Regions from separate parts of the Mus musculus genome. Here regions 1, 3, 4, 5 and 6 are each linked to region 2. A link is a contact called in public HiCAR-type, HiChIP or PLAC-seq and promoter capture Hi-C data. All regions are on one chromosome and are shown on one strand. Each heading gives the region's core, a stretch centred on a gene start, on an enhancer-like site or on the middle of the called end of the contact. The rest is flanking DNA. Distances are from core to core; before and after follow the strand shown. Region 1 holds the start of Nudt5 (nudix (nucleoside diphosphate linked moiety X)-type motif 5). Region 2 holds the start of Mcm10 (minichromosome maintenance 10 replication initiation factor). Region 3 overlaps Cdc123 (cell division cycle 123). Region 4 holds the start of Sec61a2 (Sec61, alpha subunit 2 (S. cerevisiae)). Region 5 overlaps Dhtkd1 (dehydrogenase E1 and transketolase domain containing 1). Region 6 overlaps Camk1d (calcium/calmodulin-dependent protein kinase ID).

What was found. Promoter capture Hi-C pulls out the DNA fragments that hold promoters and counts their contacts. HiCAR-type assays count read pairs that join an accessible place to other places. HiChIP or PLAC-seq counts read pairs in DNA pulled down with a chosen protein or histone mark.
Region 1: a promoter capture Hi-C map of embryonic stem cells shows a contact between it and region 2, with 5 times the contacts expected there. The contact joins the promoter of Nudt5 here to the promoter of Mcm10 in region 2. A contact is called at or near these places in 15 of 39 promoter capture datasets (the 3T3-L1 cell line, the C10 cell line, the HPC-7 cell line and 8 more), 1 of 15 datasets of contacts at CTCF or cohesin (pro-B cells), 5 of 484 Hi-C or Micro-C datasets (CD4 T cells, Sertoli cells, bone marrow-derived macrophages and 2 more), 30 of 115 datasets of contacts at active chromatin or transcription factors (DN3 thymocytes, the SCID.adh cell line, astrocytes and 17 more) and 2 of 9 other capture datasets (adipose tissue and liver).
Region 3: an H3K4me3 HiChIP or PLAC-seq map of pro-B cells shows a contact between it and region 2, with 6 times the contacts expected there. The contact joins the enhancer-like site here to the promoter of Mcm10 in region 2. A contact is called at or near these places in 1 of 39 promoter capture datasets (pre-B cells), 1 of 15 datasets of contacts at CTCF or cohesin (large pre-B cells), 2 of 484 Hi-C or Micro-C datasets (bone marrow-derived macrophages and embryonic stem cells), 7 of 115 datasets of contacts at active chromatin or transcription factors (the 230-238 cell line, embryonic stem cells, large pre-B cells and 1 more) and 3 of 9 other capture datasets (adipose tissue, embryonic stem cells and liver).
Region 4: an H3K27ac HiChIP or PLAC-seq map of embryonic stem cells shows a contact between it and region 2, with 6 times the contacts expected there. The contact joins the promoter of Sec61a2 here to the promoter of Mcm10 in region 2. A contact is called at or near these places in 4 of 39 promoter capture datasets (embryonic stem cells, hippocampal neurons and pre-B cells), 2 of 484 Hi-C or Micro-C datasets (CD4 T cells and embryonic stem cells), 12 of 115 datasets of contacts at active chromatin or transcription factors (astrocytes, bone marrow-derived macrophages, differentiating embryonic stem cells and 4 more) and 3 of 9 other capture datasets (adipose tissue, embryonic stem cells and liver).
Region 5: an H3K27ac HiChIP or PLAC-seq map of large pre-B cells shows a contact between it and region 2, with 5 times the contacts expected there. The contact joins the enhancer-like site here to the promoter of Mcm10 in region 2. A contact is called at or near these places in 2 of 39 promoter capture datasets (embryonic stem cells and stem cell-derived epiblast-like cells) and 2 of 115 datasets of contacts at active chromatin or transcription factors (large pre-B cells and stem cell-derived neural progenitor cells).
Region 6: a HiCAR-type map of embryonic stem cells shows a contact between it and region 2, with 4 times the contacts expected there. The contact joins the enhancer-like site here to the promoter of Mcm10 in region 2. A contact is called at or near these places in 5 of 39 promoter capture datasets (embryonic stem cells, hippocampal neurons, liver and 2 more) and 2 of 115 datasets of contacts at active chromatin or transcription factors (embryonic stem cells and stem cell-derived neural progenitor cells).

What each region holds. Positions count from the first base shown.
Region 1 is chr2:5,843,686-5,846,404 of GRCm38.p6, forward strand. It overlaps Nudt5 (nudix (nucleoside diphosphate linked moiety X)-type motif 5), which reads left to right and starts at 1,349. Exons shown (of 10, transcript NM_016918.3): 1 at 1,349-1,700. It overlaps Cdc123 (cell division cycle 123), which reads right to left and starts at 1,492. Exons shown (of 13, transcript NM_133837.5): 1 at 1,150-1,492. The coding sequence starts at 1,223.
Region 2 is chr2:5,011,344-5,014,043 of GRCm38.p6, forward strand. It overlaps Mcm10 (minichromosome maintenance 10 replication initiation factor), which reads right to left and starts at 1,448. Exons shown (of 20, transcript NM_027290.3): 1 at 1,362-1,448.
Region 3 is chr2:5,803,148-5,805,847 of GRCm38.p6, forward strand. It overlaps Cdc123 (cell division cycle 123), which reads right to left. Exons shown (of 13, transcript NM_133837.5): 9 at 1,764-1,886; 10 at 800-828. Among named protein-coding and RNA genes, the nearest start is that of Gm29984, 21 kb to the right of the region's middle. Within about 2 kb of position 1,429, at least 52 of the 459 cell types and tissues checked have an H3K27ac peak or open chromatin away from gene starts, as enhancers often do. A contact at or near this core is called in the 230-238 cell line, adipose tissue, bone marrow-derived macrophages and 1 more, where this site is marked.
Region 4 is chr2:5,894,143-5,896,877 of GRCm38.p6, forward strand. It overlaps Sec61a2 (Sec61, alpha subunit 2 (S. cerevisiae)), which reads right to left and starts at 1,290. Exons shown (of 12, transcript NM_021305.4): 1 at 1,115-1,290. The coding sequence starts at 1,121. Gm13267 (predicted gene 13267) reads left to right here and starts at 1,322. Exons shown (of 3, transcript NR_166420.1): 1 at 1,322-1,632. It also overlaps a transcript of Dhtkd1 not described here.
Region 5 is chr2:5,929,197-5,931,925 of GRCm38.p6, forward strand. Dhtkd1 (dehydrogenase E1 and transketolase domain containing 1) reads right to left here. Exons shown (of 17, transcript NM_001081131.2): 3 at 1,579-1,790; 4 at 442-636. Among named protein-coding and RNA genes, the nearest start is that of Dhtkd1, 12 kb to the right of the region's middle. Within about 2 kb of position 1,270, at least 46 of the 459 cell types and tissues checked have an H3K27ac peak or open chromatin away from gene starts, as enhancers often do.
Region 6 is chr2:5,667,766-5,670,476 of GRCm38.p6, forward strand. The region is part of intron 1 of Camk1d (calcium/calmodulin-dependent protein kinase ID); the gene reads right to left. Among named protein-coding and RNA genes, the nearest start is that of Camk1d, 46 kb to the right of the region's middle. Within about 2 kb of position 1,411, at least 17 of the 459 cell types and tissues checked have an H3K27ac peak or open chromatin away from gene starts, as enhancers often do. A contact at or near this core is called in embryonic stem cells and liver, where this site is marked.

The sequences.
Region 1 (2,719 bases), core at 99-2,598, 830 kb after region 2:
AGATCTGACTCCCTCTTCTGGTGTGTCTGAAGACAGCTACAGTGTACTTACATATAATAATAAAATAAATAAAATTAAAAAAAAAAAAATTCACTTTAATGAGGCTTTATTAAATCCAAAAGGTAACAGGCAACATTTTTCATGTGTTTACTATGTGCTACAAAAGAGTGGCAACATTTTAAGTATTTTTTTTCTTTTGCAATTCTCATGACAATCCTATTATGTTTCTAAGTTTTCAAATGTGGTTTAGAGAGATTAAGTAATTTGCTGAAGATGCTGATAGAACCAGAATTCAAAGCCAGACAGAGGGTTCTGACTCTACAATCTAATTCTTGGGGGCAGGATTTTGTTTTTTGTGGTTTTGTTTTGTTTTGTTTTTGGATGCACCAATTCACCGTGGGCATTCTGCAAACCTGGACAGATTCCTTGTTCCAGGCCAGAGAACTAGAGAATAGGATCCCACCTTCTCAGCCAGGCGGTGGTGGCTCACGCCTTTAATCCCAGCACTTGGGAGGCAGAGGCAGGTGGATTTCTGAGTTCGAGGCCAGCCTGGTCTACAAAGTGAGTTCCAGGACAGCAAGGGCTACACAGAGAAACCCTGTCTCAAAAATCAAAAAAAAAAAAAAAAAAAAAAAAAAAACCCAAAACCAAAAACCAAACGATCCCACTTTCTCTCCAGATGGGTTGCTTCTTCTCAGAACACTGGATCGTCAGTAGCAATGCAACCTATACACACTACCAAACTGGAGCTTCATCCAGACTTGGAGGTACCGTCTGTATCACTGTTCTCATTGTACAATGATGGAACGCAACTCTCACCAGAGGGGGTTGTCGGTCAGCAGCAGGCAAAGTCTCCAGTTTTGTTTTGTTTATTGCCTTGCGCTTCTGACAATTCCCAAAGTATCTATTTCAATCTACCCTACCGAGGACCCCCACCGCCTCCCTACCTCCCTCGACTCGCTCTTTGATTCCGAACAGGACGCACGGCAAACACTGATCTACTTGTTAATCTTGCTCCGTCAAAGCCAATAGAAAATCCGCAGCTCGACACAGTCGCTCCCACTGAGTAGAAGGCCTGCGGATTTTGTTTAGTTTTCTGAAGGGATGGGATTTACCCAAACCCCCCGGTTTGACTCCGGGATAGGTTACCTCTTGATGGTAAGGCTTCGGAAAAGTGGGTACCACGCGGAGAACTGACAGTGACTAACATGCTCCTTCTTCATTCTCCAGCTGCCGCGTCAATAGCCGCCTTTCCCTCTCCCGCCAGCCCTCTCCCGGAACCCTGCGCAGCACTTCCGGAAGTGCCGACCGAGCCGTCTTAAAGAAAGGACTCTTCCGGTCCGTAAAAGTCCGCTGGCGCTAGACTCTAGAGCCATGGTAGACTGTATGCTTAGCGTGCCCACACAGACGCGCAAGACACACAGAGATCTGAGTCCGCAGAGAAGAGGCACGAAAGCGTAGATTTTTAGGAAGCTTACATCTCCGCTTTCGTCTGTATGCACCTCGACCCGGAAGGTAATCATCTGAAGCTAGCTGAGCTTCTACGGGTGCCTGGAGGAGGACGTGTGCACATCCTCCTTGCACCACGAGAGGCGCCGGTGTCTCTAGCGGTGGCGCCTGATTCTACGGAGACTGCAGCTTCTGCCTGATCCTTTTTCCTTTCCTCCTCAATCCCTTCCACATCCCACAGTTTAGTGTAGGTAAGTGGGCGCGAGCCAACCTCGGTACTAAGTGTCCTTGGAGAGGGGAAGGGAAAAAAGGGCGCGAGCACAACCGATGGTGCCCAGAGTACAGCCCGCCGCGCGCGCGTGTCTCCGCGTCTGCGCCTGAGCGCGAGACGAGAACCCGGGATCCAGGCGGACCAGCCTGGGCTACGAGAGGAACCTGGGAACAGCACAGTAAATGTTGGAACACATCAGTTGAGGCATCTACAAGAAGGATGGCCCCTTCTCATTCCGGAAAGTAGATTTTAGAGACACAGGGAAGAAGTCCCGCATGCACGATTCTGGGGAGGAGGGTGGTATTTTACGATCCTGAAGATGAAAGAAGCGATGTTCGTCTGAGAAATCAAGAAAAAGGGGAAAGTTGTGTCTTTTAAGCTTAAAGTTTAGTCCAATTCCGAAAAAGTTACCAGTGTGGAAAAAGCACATATTTTTATCAATGTCTCTGCAATGATGAAATCGTAAAAGGTTGGAAGAGTTTGTATACGACAACTTGTGATATCATTTTTCTCCCTACTCCTTTTTCCATCTATCATCCTACAAAGTTCAGTTTCTTTTTAAAAAAAAAAAAAAAAAAGGAAAAAAATCACCAGCTGCAAGAGACAGGCCTTTCAAACCCTCTGGTGCTTCCTGTAATGTAGAAGCCTTGGGCATGTTCCAAGCACGTATTTGTCCAGAAGCACCACATTTCTGATACTCACCCTCACAGAAAAATAAATTGCATTTTCCACAGCGCATCTAAGCAGTTTAAATTAGAGAGAGAGGAAAAACCCCAGCCACTGTTGACCTCTTTAGAAAGGTATTTGTTAGAACTGATGAACAGAATCCTCTGTATTTTGAATTAGAATTCGTGCTCGCGCGTGCACACACACACAGGAGAGGTATACATTGTTTGAAATGTTACAGGTAAAGTGGTTGGAAGCATTGCTTAAAGAATACCTTCCAAAATCAAGATCAATGGTTTATAATGTTGCAGTGTATAATGATGTGTTGTGGAT
Region 2 (2,700 bases), core at 198-2,697:
CAGTGTACTTAGATATAATAATAAATAAATCTTTTTAAAAAAAAGATAGAAAGATAACATTGAAGCTAGGTATGGTATCAAACTCCTTTAATTGCAGTCCTGGGGAAGGTGGAAGCAGGTTGTCAGAACCCTGGCCATTCTGCCAAACAGTGAACGAACTCTGAGAGAGGCCCCAGAGGGGAAAGGCAGAGAGAGGGCCTTTAACCTCAAGTATAGCTTGCTCCCTGGATGGTTCTTGGACCTGATTTCCAGCCTCCTTCAACAAACATTTGCATTCAATTTATAAGACATGTTTGTTCCTGTTGTATGTGGGAGCATGGCTATAGAACCCACTCTGGTAAAAGGATTGGGTTTTGGTGCACCCCGAATCTGGATATGGCCTTCTGCCTTGCTTTAGTGTTTCCTCAGATATAAACCCTACCGTGTAGGCCAGGCAATTGTGCTTAACTTGTTCTGTTCTGGCTTACGGTATACTTATTTACATTCTGCTGCTTTCAATTATCCTTAGAACCACATCCACAATGCCCGCCTGAGAAGCAATGGGTGGGTACCTTCTTCCTTGTTTCTATTTCCTCAATTCCCTGTGTTTGCATCTTCCTGCTAGATTAGCTTGCTTTCAGCTTCTTGAACTGTTTTCAGCTTAGGCATTTTGTCTAGAAAGCTCTTTTAGAGTACTTTCTCATCTCCAACTAGCTAATTTCTGAGCCTTTCTAGTCGGCCATACCCCGAAGGTTCCCTCTAGAGCCCCTCTGCCCTAGTTAACTGCACATTTGTCCACCACTGTGTGCTTGTTATAAGGATCCTCTTCAGAGTGCACCACCACTGTCCGGCAGAAATAAACTTTTAAAAAACAAAAATAAAAGGGCGCTCTTAAAAAAAGAAAACAACCGGGTTGGGGAGGTGGCTCAGCGGTTAAGAGCATTGACTGCTCTTCCAAAGGTTCTGAGTTCAAAGCCCAGCAACCACATGGTGGCTCACAACCATCTGTAAGGAGATCTGACGCGCTCTTCTGGTGTGTATAAAGACAGCTTACATATAATCAACCAATATTTAAAAAGAAAGAAAAAAGAGAAGAGAAGAGAAGAGAAGAGAAGAGAAGAGAAGAGAAGAGAAGAGAAGAGAAGAGAAAAGAAAAGAGAAGAGAAAAGAGAAGACAACCCAAAACGGGCTCCTTAAGCACTCGAGCCCTCCATCTTCCAGCCCCGGCGCCTTGCCCGTTCCAGCCTCGGCCAAAGGTCGCCTGCTCCGCTGGATCCAGATCTCGGCGCCTTTGCCCCTCAGAGCCCGCGCCTCTCCCTCAGACCCCAATCCCTGCGTGGATGCCCAGAGTTCCGGACACACGCAAACCCCGTGACGCTTACCTAAGACCCGGGCCTCTTCCCGGTCCACAGCGGATCCCGCCAAAAAACTAAATTGGGCTCCGCCCAACTCTGACGTCGACGCGTTCATTTGTGGAGGACGCTCTGATTGGCTCCACCGGAACTCTTGGACCACACAGATCCTTGGCTGGGGGAAGCACCGCCTCTCAGTAGAGCAACCTGATTGGCCATCTTTGTTATGGGCAAAGAACTTCCGGTTGGTGAGGCTGCAGATTCCCATAATTAAGATTCACATAGCAGAGCTCCAGCCCATCTCTGTAAGTTAACACTCAACTGGTTTCCCTGCTGGAAGTAAACTTATTGAAGTCCCAACCAGTTTTGCTGCTCCTATGTCCAGTTTAGATATTAGGATTTGAATAGAGAGAGAGATGAAAGTTTCTACTTTTCACTCTGTCTGACCTACAGGAACTACCATTTCTTCAGATTTTGTTTCTACACCTGTAAACGAGGGAAAGGCTAGATATTTTTGGACGCAGAAAACAATATCCCTAGAATAGTGCAGATTCAGGGAACTAGATTATGTCAGAGTTGAGAATAATTTATCAGATCATTCTTCAGTAAAATTCAAACTTTTCTTTACAAGTATTTATACATAGGTCTAAAACCATTTTCCAAATGCAGAATATTTACCCTCCATAATTCCAAAGACTTCCATGCACAGTTTTGTTGATGTTTAAGACAGGGTCTCTCCAAGAAGCTCTGGCCTTGACCTTTCTGTGTAGATCAGGTGAGCCTTGAACTCAAGACTCTGCTTCCCACCTACTGGGTTTAGAGTGCCTGCCTGGATTACTTTAAAACAGTATGTAGCAGGATCCAGAGTGTCCTGGGATTCCTCCTCCCTCCCCCTCTTCCTTTTCCTTTGTGCTGATGATTGGATAACGGGGTTCATGGATTCTAAGCATGCCCTGTGCCACTGCCATGGAGCTGGATTCACACCCCTGGCCTAGGATTCTTGAAACCTGCCTCAGCTTCAAGAGTGCTGGGATTACAGTGACCACACGCACCTCCAAGTGACACTCTTTAGAGTCTGAATTCATCCACTAGTTGATTTGAGATAAGACAGCATTGGTGTCTCTATCTCTCCACTCTGTTTACCCAGTGTGTGACTAGAAAGCAAAGAATCTTGATGCCTGGACACGGAGTTTTCTTCTTCTCCATCTCATCGTTATCAAAGCCTGTGCTCCTGGCTCAGGATTAGGAATAATTCTAGTATGAAAATTTCACAGTGATAAAGAGACTTCAATAATTAGATAGGCCAGTCCTTTTTTTTTCTTTTTTTTTTTTTTTCAAGACAGGGTTTCTCCGTGTAGACCTGGCTGTC
Region 3 (2,700 bases), core at 179-2,678, 790 kb after region 2:
CACAGCCCACATGAATATACACACTCATGCGCAGGATTCCCACATGAATATGAATATAAACATATTCAAAAAGTTTAAATGAAAAATCTATTAAAGGAAAAAAAAATAAATGTAAACAAATTTACATCTTTGCTTAAGCAAGTCACACAAAGAGCCTTTTAGTTGACTTGAGAAAACCTAAGAACCAAATGACAAATTTCTATTGTTAAGTGTATACAATGAATGATTTTTAGTAGGTCTAGACCTCCCAGGAAGTGTGAAGAAGGACATAAGTGGTCATTTATTCACTTGTTCTATTGCTGGTCCTATATTTAGGGACCACCCTGTAATCCCATCACACAGGAGGCAAAAGCAAGAGGGTCATGAGTTCAAAACCAACCTGATTTACATAACAAATTCCATCTGAGTGTACACCTTCAATGCCAGTACTCAGGAAGCAGAGACAGGAGGATGTCTAAGTTTGAGGCCAGCCTGGTCTACAATGTGAGTTTCAGGACAAACAGGGCTACACAGAAAAGCCCAGTATTGAAAACTAAACCAAACCAAACCAAACCAAACCAAACCAAACCAAACAAACAAAAAAACAAATTCCAGGCCAGCTGGAGCTAAATTCACCAAAGCAAGCACACTGAATTTATTCATGCTGGATATGCTACTGTAAGGAATAATCTTACATTGTGAATTTCACAGACTTCATCTTGAGAATACATTTTCTGAGCAATAGACCCTTCATAAATTTAATGGCTGTGTACTGTGTTCACCATTCCTGGTTTTAAAGCAAGTTAACTACAGTACTTACCCTACTGTCCCTGTATATATCGAACACAACTGTAAAGAAGAAAAAAAACTCAGTTACTAATAAGCGAATGCTTTCATAATCTAAATCTCTTTTTGAAAATTCAAGTATACTTTACTACTAAACACAGCAGAATATAATTAGCCATGAATACTTATGGTGGCTCACACTTCCTAGCACTAGAGAAACTAAGGTAGGAGGACGGCTGCAGGGTCAAGGCCAGCTTGAACCAAGTAGGACCAAGGCCCGTTAGACTACAGTGTAGGAACCTGCCCAACACAACAATGAACAGACTCATTGATGAAATAAAAGTCTAACTGTAATGATTGCTCATGCTTAAAAACACAAACCAAATAGCAACATAGTTGCTTGCATGGGCAGAGGAAGCTGTCACCAAGACAATTATGAGTGAAAGGCACTCCCATCACATACCTGAGGTGGGAAATGAGTCTCATAAGAAAGCACAGAATGTAATTATCAGACAGCACGATTCATCTTCTTTTTAAATTAAATATGCTATGGAACCCAGGCTTGGCAAGTAAGAAAGGCATAAATCACAGGTTTAACTCTATGCTATTTGAAAACTCTCTTACATACCACAAACTTTCAGTTCCTCAAAACAACCCCCAGTTGTTTGCTCTGCAGCCGTTTCTGCCCCAGATAACAGACAGAAGCTAAAAAGAAGAAGCACTCTACTCTCCACGGACAGATCTGGTAAAACGCACCAGCTTCTCCGAGCGTGGAGAGAAGTGCCCTGGTATTGAATAACATTATCTAATTACATGGGGTGACATGAACACAAGTCATCAGTGACACCAATGGTCACATAATAAAGTGCTGGGGTGCAGAACACTGAGCTGAGTATTGAAGACAGGCCAGAGTGATGTCCACAACTTTTACTTTACTTTATTGAGGCTCAGCGACCATTGCCAGGTCTCACTTCATTGCACCAATAGCAAATACTCACAGTCTTCATCTAAGAATTTATACTGTAGGTGTTCCTTGAAAAAGTCTTGAATGCATCTGCAAATTTCTTCTTTTTGCTTAGAAATATGATCATAGTATTGTGTGTAATCCCTCTGAGAAATACCTGACAAGAAAACGTTCAGTAGCTGTTACTAGATGATGCCCATAAAACACCAATTAACATAATTTACCATAGGTAGTGATCGAGGCTTTTGAAGCTGGCCAGAAGACCATACAGGTGAACACGGCAGCTCAAACCAAATAGCTCAGCAACCAAGGTCTATGAATAAATGCATCTTAGGCTCCAGAATGCCACACACTTAATTTTGGAAGTCGTTATTTTATTTAGCACGGTGGAAAGGATTCAGTCACAAAAAGACTTGCTTAGTAAAACCTCCAATAGCAATTCTAGACGTGCGCATGCATGCACCTGCTGCTTTCATGTTTAAAGCTAGTCTCTTCAAATCGCTATCCTCTTCCAGGTGGTGGTGGGGTGGGAACATGTAAAAGAGCCCTCACACACACCTGCCTGCCTTCACAAAAGCAGCCTGTGTTTGTTTTACGGAAGGTGATTGGTCTTCAGAGCCTGAAATTCAGACTGCTGTAAGGAAAGGCCTCTGAGTTCTTAGTCACACACCCAAGTGTGACTAGCACACTTAAACTGTGGAATATGTAACAGTGGAACACCTACGCTTATCTTAGTTATAAGAATAAATGCCACCATTCCATCCATTCCATGAGAACTGGTGAGCTGATGCTCAGCTACATGTCCCTTGGTCCACAACTTTTACCTTACAGAAAACACAGTGGCAAACGTTTTGAAAGAACAACTTACTTCAGTCCATAGCCTGAGTAAGTGACAGCTAACAGGGTAATATCTTCAGAGGTAAGAAGACAAGAAACAGACTTGTTTCATATATTTTCTCTGCTCATGTAAT
Region 4 (2,735 bases), core at 40-2,539, 880 kb after region 2:
ACTTACATATAATAAATAAATAAATCTTTAAAAAAAAAAAAAAAAAAAAAAAAGTAAATCTAAATTCTGAAAACATTTACCTGCAATTAAAAAAACAACAACTATGGGTCACAACACTGGGAAACTGTCTAGAATCGCCTCCCTTCCCCATCTCAGCCCAGGCTACTCTCCGAGATTTATTGCTAGTTTATGAATTACTGTACTGGCGTTCAGGATCAAAAAACGCTGTTGCGTGCCGCCATGTACTGCCTCTCCCCGTGTTGCACAATTCCATTTTTATTCACAATTCAAGGCCAAGGGTCTCTTATTTCCTTTCCAATTTTCCCCAAATGTCTACTGTTAGCCAATGGAGTGCATCGCAACGTTATCCCTTTATACACAAACATGTGAACTGCTAGGTAAAGTATCTGTGTGAAAATACATGAGGGTGAGTGATTGGGCAGGGCCCTGGAAGGATCTTATAATGCGAGGCCTCGTCCATACCTTGCGCACCAACTTACAGTTTTCAATGAACACTACAGAATGACTGGGAAGAATTAATCTAGGAAAATGCTGAGCTACTGATCACACGCCTTTCCTCCCCTAAAACGCATGCTACGAATCACATTTTTAAAAAAGGGAGACTTGGTGGGGGAGGTTATGGGGGACTTTTTGGGATAGCATTGGAAATGTAAATGAGGAAAATACCTAATAAAAAATATTTTTTTAAAAAAAGGGAGACTTATTCGTCGCAACACACCAAGGAAGCGTGATTCAAGAATAATAATTTAAAAATTAATGAGTTTCCTGAGATTCAGAAAAAGCCCAAGTGGTCCAAGCCGTGGAGTGTGCTAACTACCCCCCGCCCCCAGCCAATGGCCTCCCCGCGCCATCCTCGCTCCTCGCCTCCTAAGGGGAGCAAACCGGGACTTCTGAGTTCCCGTGACCCGCCGGGCAAGGCCTCGCTGACCCGAGGCGCCTTGGCGGGTCCCCAGCTCGCTCTGCCCGTGGCGACCCCAACGAGGCCTGCGCATCCCCCGCACCCAAGACCACCCCAAGGAGTAAGCGACTCCACTGCCCACAGCCCGAAAGGACCCGCGGCCTTCGAGGTTCGCGCTCCAGCCACCACACTCACTGCCCATGGCGGCGGCTCAGCACACCCGGCGGGCACCCGCGGCCTCGCAGCTGCCTCCGCTCCGTTCCTCACGACTCTGGCCTAGGCGGCGGAGGCTGGGGACACGCTCTGGCCGTCCCCGCACAAGCTCCGCCCACAGAGTCATGTGACATGCGCTCTAGGCTCCTCCCAGACCTAGCCTGGCCGTTGGCGGACGTCCACCGCGTTGCTATGGTCACCGTTGGCGCGGCGGCGGGGGCGGGACTGGATGGCAAGAGGCGGGGCGGCCTGCCGTGGTGGGCGGTTCTTAGTTGCTCTACTCCAGGACAAGGGTTTTCCTTTTCAAAGCTGTTTTCTAGATAAGGTTTCCTGGTCCAGGTACCCCAAGGCCTAGAGCTGAGCTACCTGAGCCAGACTTTTCTTTCCGCCCCATCTTAACTGTAACTTCTTAGACATTTGTGAAAACTGGTAATACACTGCAGACAATAGTACTTTCCAGTACTTCCCCATCTTCAAAATAGACATCAAGGCATCAAGAGGTATAAACTCTTTTATCTGTCTCTCTTTTTCAGAAAGAAACCTTTTTAGGCCGGGCGGTGGTGGCGCACGCCTTTAATCCCAGCACTCGGGAGGCAGAGGCAGGTGGATTTCTGAGTTCGAGGCCAGCCTGGTCTACAGAGTGAGTTCCAGGACAGCCAGGGATACACAGAGAAACCCTGTCTCGAACCCGCCCCCCCAAAAAAAACCCAGTAAAACTTCCAAGGTAATATAGGTAAATTAGAGAAGTTAATTTCAGACTATTTTTCCCAAATAGGAAATATATGGAAAACATAAGAAATTTGAGTAAAATGGTTCTTTCAAGGTGGTAATTTTTATTTTGCTAAGAATAATGTGATATATGGGGGGTGGGTATGGGGGACCTTTGGGATAGCATTGAAAATGTAAACAAGGAAAATACCTAATTAAAAAAAAAGAATAATGTGTCATTTTAAGCAAAATTCATTATTTTTAATATTTCAACTTACTAATTACATAACTGAAGCTCTAGTTCTCACTGAACATTAAACATGCATAATTATGGACAGCAGATAAGAAAAACTAACATTTTTAAGAGGAAAGAAAATACAGTAGTGTTTCATATGAAATAATTCAAATGTCCCTTTCTGCAACACAATTCAGAATGTGGCTGATATAAAGGTAGAAAGGCAGAAGACATTTTCATAGCTCTGTCAGGGAAAACTGTAACAAGAAATAATAAACTTGTGAGAGGCAGCATAGGAAGAAATTTAGAAAGAGCAAGACAAAAACATTTTTAAATATATTAAATTCCATCTTAGAGTTTTAATATCTTTTAATTTAAGAAACCAAAAGATAAGAGAATAAAGGTACATTATGGTTTTTTTAAACTTAAATATACACTATTATTCTTATTAAACTTGCCTTTGAAACTTTACAGATTTATATAAGTAGTAATGAAGTGACAAGATTCATAAGGCTCGGCAAAAGAAAGAAGGACTGAAGGATGCAGAAAGGAAAGGGAGGGAAAGGGTTAAAGAGATGGCACAATGATGGAGCCAGTAAGTACAAAGTACTGCAACTAATACCCAGCTGCAGACAGGAGGGGACATGTCGTAGAAAGAAA
Region 5 (2,729 bases), core at 20-2,519, 920 kb after region 2:
AGCACCATCACCTTCATCCTGCTGCAGTCCTGCACAGGCAAGAACCACAGAAAGTTCCTAGAGACATAGAAAAGCTACCTCTGTGGAGTCTCATCAACATGGCTGCCCAAACGAGACCTGAACGCCTACATCAACTAACATGCCATTATGGAAAGGGGAAGGCTCCAGAGGCTCCAGAGGCCTCAGCCGCAGACTAAGAGTCGTGGGCAGCTGGGGAGTGCCCAGAGTGGGAGAAAGATCTTCCCCAGGGAAGAGCCTCCGGTTGTTTCTCCAGGACCGAGTGGTAACATTAGATGTCACTGAGTGGGCTGCATTTATGCATCTAGGAATATAGGAGTTTGGGGTTACGTGGAGGGGACTGTGTAACAACAATTAAAGGTAAAAATAGTAGCCATGGACATTAAAACAAACAAACAAAGCACACATAGAGAGGAACCTTACCTCCGGAGGTAACTGCAGAAGGCCTGTCAACAAATTCAACCTCCCTCTATGGGGCATCCCGATAATGATGTCGGTTATACCGCCATAGGCTGACAATTTCAGCAACTCATGAAAAAAGCCCATCATGCTCTCTGCCCCTTCACCGCCGTATCTCTTCACCGTGGCAAACTTGGTGGCCAAAAAGTGGTCAAACTCCTATGGAACAGACATATGAGCTGCCGGAAGACAGTCAAGTGCTCAGGCGAAAGGCAGATATGGCCCATGTGGTGTAAGAAGGCCCCAGATTATTCATTCCAGTGGTCCCAGCTGTGTCCCTTCACTACATATCCATGGAGAGAGGCATCACGGGATAGTACAGCTCTGCTAAGGACCCTTGACCCAGAAGGAGCTGTAAAGAGTATCACATATCTGGGAACAGCTACCTTCTCTATTTGCTTTTCTAGGCTTAAGGGCGGACTTGGCTATCTGCTGCTTAGTCAAACAGCAGTTTTTGTAGAGGCTCCACAGTATTTTCTCACCAAGGTCTAATGCTATCCAGATACAGTGGTGGAAATAGGCTTTATTGGTTTGTCCTGCCTGAGTCCTTACCACAGCCCTGATGGTTTGGTTTCACCAGTTTACAGTGAGAACCTCTGCCCAGGAGTTTAGCAATCTCTTCAGGAAACAAAACGAGATGCATCATCTCAAGGACTTTGTCAGCTTTCACAAAACAAGCAGACAAATGCTTCAACGCACTTTGATGCCATCCACTTTGCTTCTGCCTGGAGTGAAGTGTTGCTAAGTCTGCTGTGCTGAAGCAATGGGGAGCGGCAGGGACACGGTCTACTGCCTTCTTTCCTCTCTTTAGTGGCGAGCGATCTTTGCAGGAACTGAGAAGGCCTGGCTCACTGATATTAGCTAGTACTTATTTTTACCACTTTTAGCTATATAGTTGTATGTATCTGTGCGTCAGCGTATACACATTAGTGCGGGTGCCCTCAGAAGCCACAGACGTTGGATCCCCTGTTGCTGGAGTTAAAAACAGCAACATGAGGCACCATGTGGGTGTTGGGATTTGAACCTGGCTTCTCTAGAAGAGCAGCAGGTGATTTTAACCACTGAGCCACCCCTCCGGCCCCTAGCTGATACTGTTTATACCTGAGACTCTAGCAATAGTTTGGACAGGTATTTTCGTTCTTCTGTGGTGAACGTCTCCTTTTTCAGTTCCTCAAACCTTCTGGCAAACCAGTCTCTCTCTTCCTGGCTCTGAAGCTGGGCGGTTTCGATAGAAATTGGGCCACAGTAGATATGGTTCAGATAGGCCAATACTTCCTCAAGAGAAGCTGCTTCTTTGCCCAGGTTTAACAGTCCTGTGAAAGACAACCAAAGGGACCATGTCACAGAAGCAGCAGCCGCCCAGAAGGGAAGTCGAGGGACGGAACAGAGTGCCTCTGCTGCTTCCACCGTGAGCTCCATTACAAACAGAATCATCACTGGTTATTAATAGTTCCTTTAAAAAAAAACCAAACAATTGTGGGAACTTATATCCAGGATCTCCCACGTAACAAGCAAGCATTCTGCACTGAGGTGCAGCCTCTGACCAATCTAGACCTTCTCTAAAGGCAAAATTAAAATTCCGGTTGATGGCCATAAGGTGGTGAAACTCGATGGGAGGAGACCTTCCTCGTGAGGACTGCTCTATGTTATGTGGGACTGTGATTCTATAGTGACTTCAGGATGAAATTTAAAACTCTTGGGGTAGGACTACATCTCAGTGTAGAGCTCCTGCCTGGCATGCCCAGGACCCCGGGTCTCTTTCTTGCAGCACAATAATACGGATAACGTAGGTAACATGAGATAAACCCTGAAACGGTGACTCGTGATGCAGGCCTCATTTTTCTGTTTGTTTTGTGATTGCTTTAGTTTCCAGGCAGGAGATGTGGAATGAGGGGATCAGGGCTTTAGAATGAAAGCAGAGCAGGCTGTCCCCACCTCTGCCATGTGACAGCTACACATTCCTTAGGTTTACTGAGTCTGTTTGCATCTGTGGTAGTTTGAATGAGAAGCCCCCCCCCCCCCCCCCCCCCCCCCGTAGGTTCAGACACTGGAACACTCGGACCCCAGAAGGTGGTGCTGTGTGGGAAGTTTAGGAAGCCATGCTGGAGGAATGACGTCAGCAGGATTAGGCTTTGAGACTGTTTGTTTGTTTGTTTGTTGAGACAGGGTTTCTCTGTATAGCCCTGCCTGTCCTGGAACTCACTCTGTAGACCAGGCTGGCCTCGAACTCAGAAATCTGCCTGCCCCTGCCT
Region 6 (2,711 bases), core at 161-2,660, 660 kb after region 2:
CTGGAAAGGAGGGGCTAACACACAGCTGGAAAGGAGGAGGCTAACATACAGATGTGCTGAAAGCAAACTAAATAGCCTGGTGCTCAACTTAGAAAGAGATCAATGAGCTGAGGGTGATAACTCCTCACTATAATCCTAGCACCTCGAAGCCTGTGGCAGGAAGACTGCAAGTTTGAGGCCAGCCTGGGCTACAGAGTCTAGACCAGCCTGGGCTACATAGTGAGACCCTGTCAAGGAAGGGCCTGCCATAGCATCACTCCAGCTCCACTTCTGTATTTACTTAGACACAGTTTCTTTACCCTCAGAGTGATGAATATTCATCATTATGGACAGGACTAGGGGAGGGTGAGTGGAAAGGCTCCACCGCTTTACCAGAAACAACTTCTGCATTCTACTGTTACGGTACATACAAAGCATCTACTTGTACACAAGTGTGTGATAACAATCATTAGCTTAGTACTGAAGTAACTATATACATAGATTTTTAAATATTTATATTTAGACCCTTACTGATACAGAAATCTAATTTAAACATTATGTACATACTTTTGCAGGAATACATATGGTATTCCAGGATAAAATTCCTTAGGAATAGAATATTAGCTGAAAGGGGGAGGGGAAGAACTTATTATTTTAAGCTGATTCTAGTACTTTTTAATGATAATGACAGGTATCAAATGTCTATGGCATTTACATTCCATTTAACTGGTTACAGTTAAAATAATCATGATACTGTTCCATTTGAAGACATTGATATTTACAATAAGAAAGTGATATCCTTTATTTACCATGCTTAAGTTATGATAAAAAATATTCATCTGTCCACAGAGAAGCTGTGAGGGCTGGTGGCTTCGTGGAATTAGTTAGGAACGACTGAGAGACAGAAGATGAGAAGAAAGGCCACCCTTGGTTCCAGCACGTTTCCGGCCTTAAGATATTCCTAGAGAAGGGAGACATCTAAATTTCCTCTTTAGAATTAAGCTTTTCATACATTGGTCTTAAAAAACTTCTAGGCATGGGGCTGGAGAGATGGCTCAGCGGTTAAGAGCACTGACTGTTCTTCCGAAGGTCCTGAGTTCAAATCCCAGCAACCACATGGTGGCTCAGAACCATCTGTAATGAGATCCGATGTCCTCTTCTGGGGTGTCCGAAGACAGCTACAGTGTACTTACATATCATAAATAAATAAATCTTAAAAAAAAAAAAAACTCCTAGGCAGAGTTTAGGCCACACAAAACAGAGCTGTTAGCCAACACCTTTCTTTGACTTTGCCTCTAAACAACACTCAACTTCCTGTGTCAACTTTTCCATGGACTTAAAAGTGAATCTGCTCACTCAGGAAGGGCTCCCTGTGGAGCACGCTCCCTGTTCTGAAAGACTACATTGCGCAGACTCAGATTGATTGGCAGGCAAATGTTTGCAATGCATTGGGCTAAATTCTACACTAGGCAGCCCAGGCAGTGGCCACAAGGTCTTTGCTTATGTTAAATTAGAAATAATGGTTTTAACTGCAAAGAGAACTTAGAGCTAGAAGAAACAATGTTGGTGATTCGTCACGGATCTCTTAGGACACCCAAGCTGAGTCAAGGCCGTGGCTATCCTAGGATGCCTGAGAGGCACAGATGCACACAGTAAGATTAAATCCCGCCCCTCCTCATTTTCAGTTTTTGTGTTAAAAACAGGCACATGATGGAAATAAACCATTAAGACAAGATCCAAAAATAAGTTTAACTGGTTACCAAAACTCATATACAAAGTTCTCATTCTAATCACTTCTGTAAACAGCTGAAAGGTACGGACACCAAACCTCGGCTTGTGGAGCGCAATCAACTTAATCGGCTTCTTTGAAAGATTAATTTAAGTGAAGATTACCGATGGCTGCAGATGACACGGGTCCAATCGCGCAGCCCAGTTGAGATGAAGGAAAAATTGCGAAATCATACAAACACAGCTGCAGGCCAAACATGGAGATGGGGGGGGGGGGGGACCTCCTTCCTGGGTCCGAAACACAACTCTAAAGGACAGTGCTAAAGTCGAAACCGAAATGTCAGGAACAGCATGTGAAGGCTCAGGTACCCCAGGCTGGGACCTGCCCGTGGTCAGGACAGCAGGGGTCATGTGACCTGCCCTAGGGCGCTGCAGCTGTTTGGACAGAAAGCCCAACCAGCTAGCCAGGAAAAGGACAATCAACTGCTGTTGATCCTACCTCAAACCAGATTCTAAGTGCTTGTTTAAGCCGTTTCAAGGGCAAGTTCTGCTAAGTCCCAGACAGGAAGCATAAATAAGATGAAACTGGAAAAGAGATCAAATATGGTCTCCACAGACCTAAAAGGAAAACGTTCTACCCACAACATGCAATAAGGAGGTTAATTTGAAGACCCTTCTGGAAGTTGTGGCGGGGGGAGTCAGGGGTCAGTACCTGGACGTGTTATCATTGAGAATGGAAGAAGGTTAAACCCTCAACAGCACTTACCAGAGGCGCAGCTCAGAGACCAAACCAACTCCATCTTGGGTTCAGAGTCCAACTTGGAGAACCTGAGCTAAGGCTGAACCAACAAGCCTGCACCTCCAAGTCGCTCCCTAGCAACCACCAATCAGGAGGAAAGCAGCAGTTACGTTTATGGCTCGGCTCCTCGCACCAGCCAATTATTTTAAAGGAAAACAAAATTCTGTAACAGCCCCCACTCAGATGTGTGCCAGGCTGGAGTCCC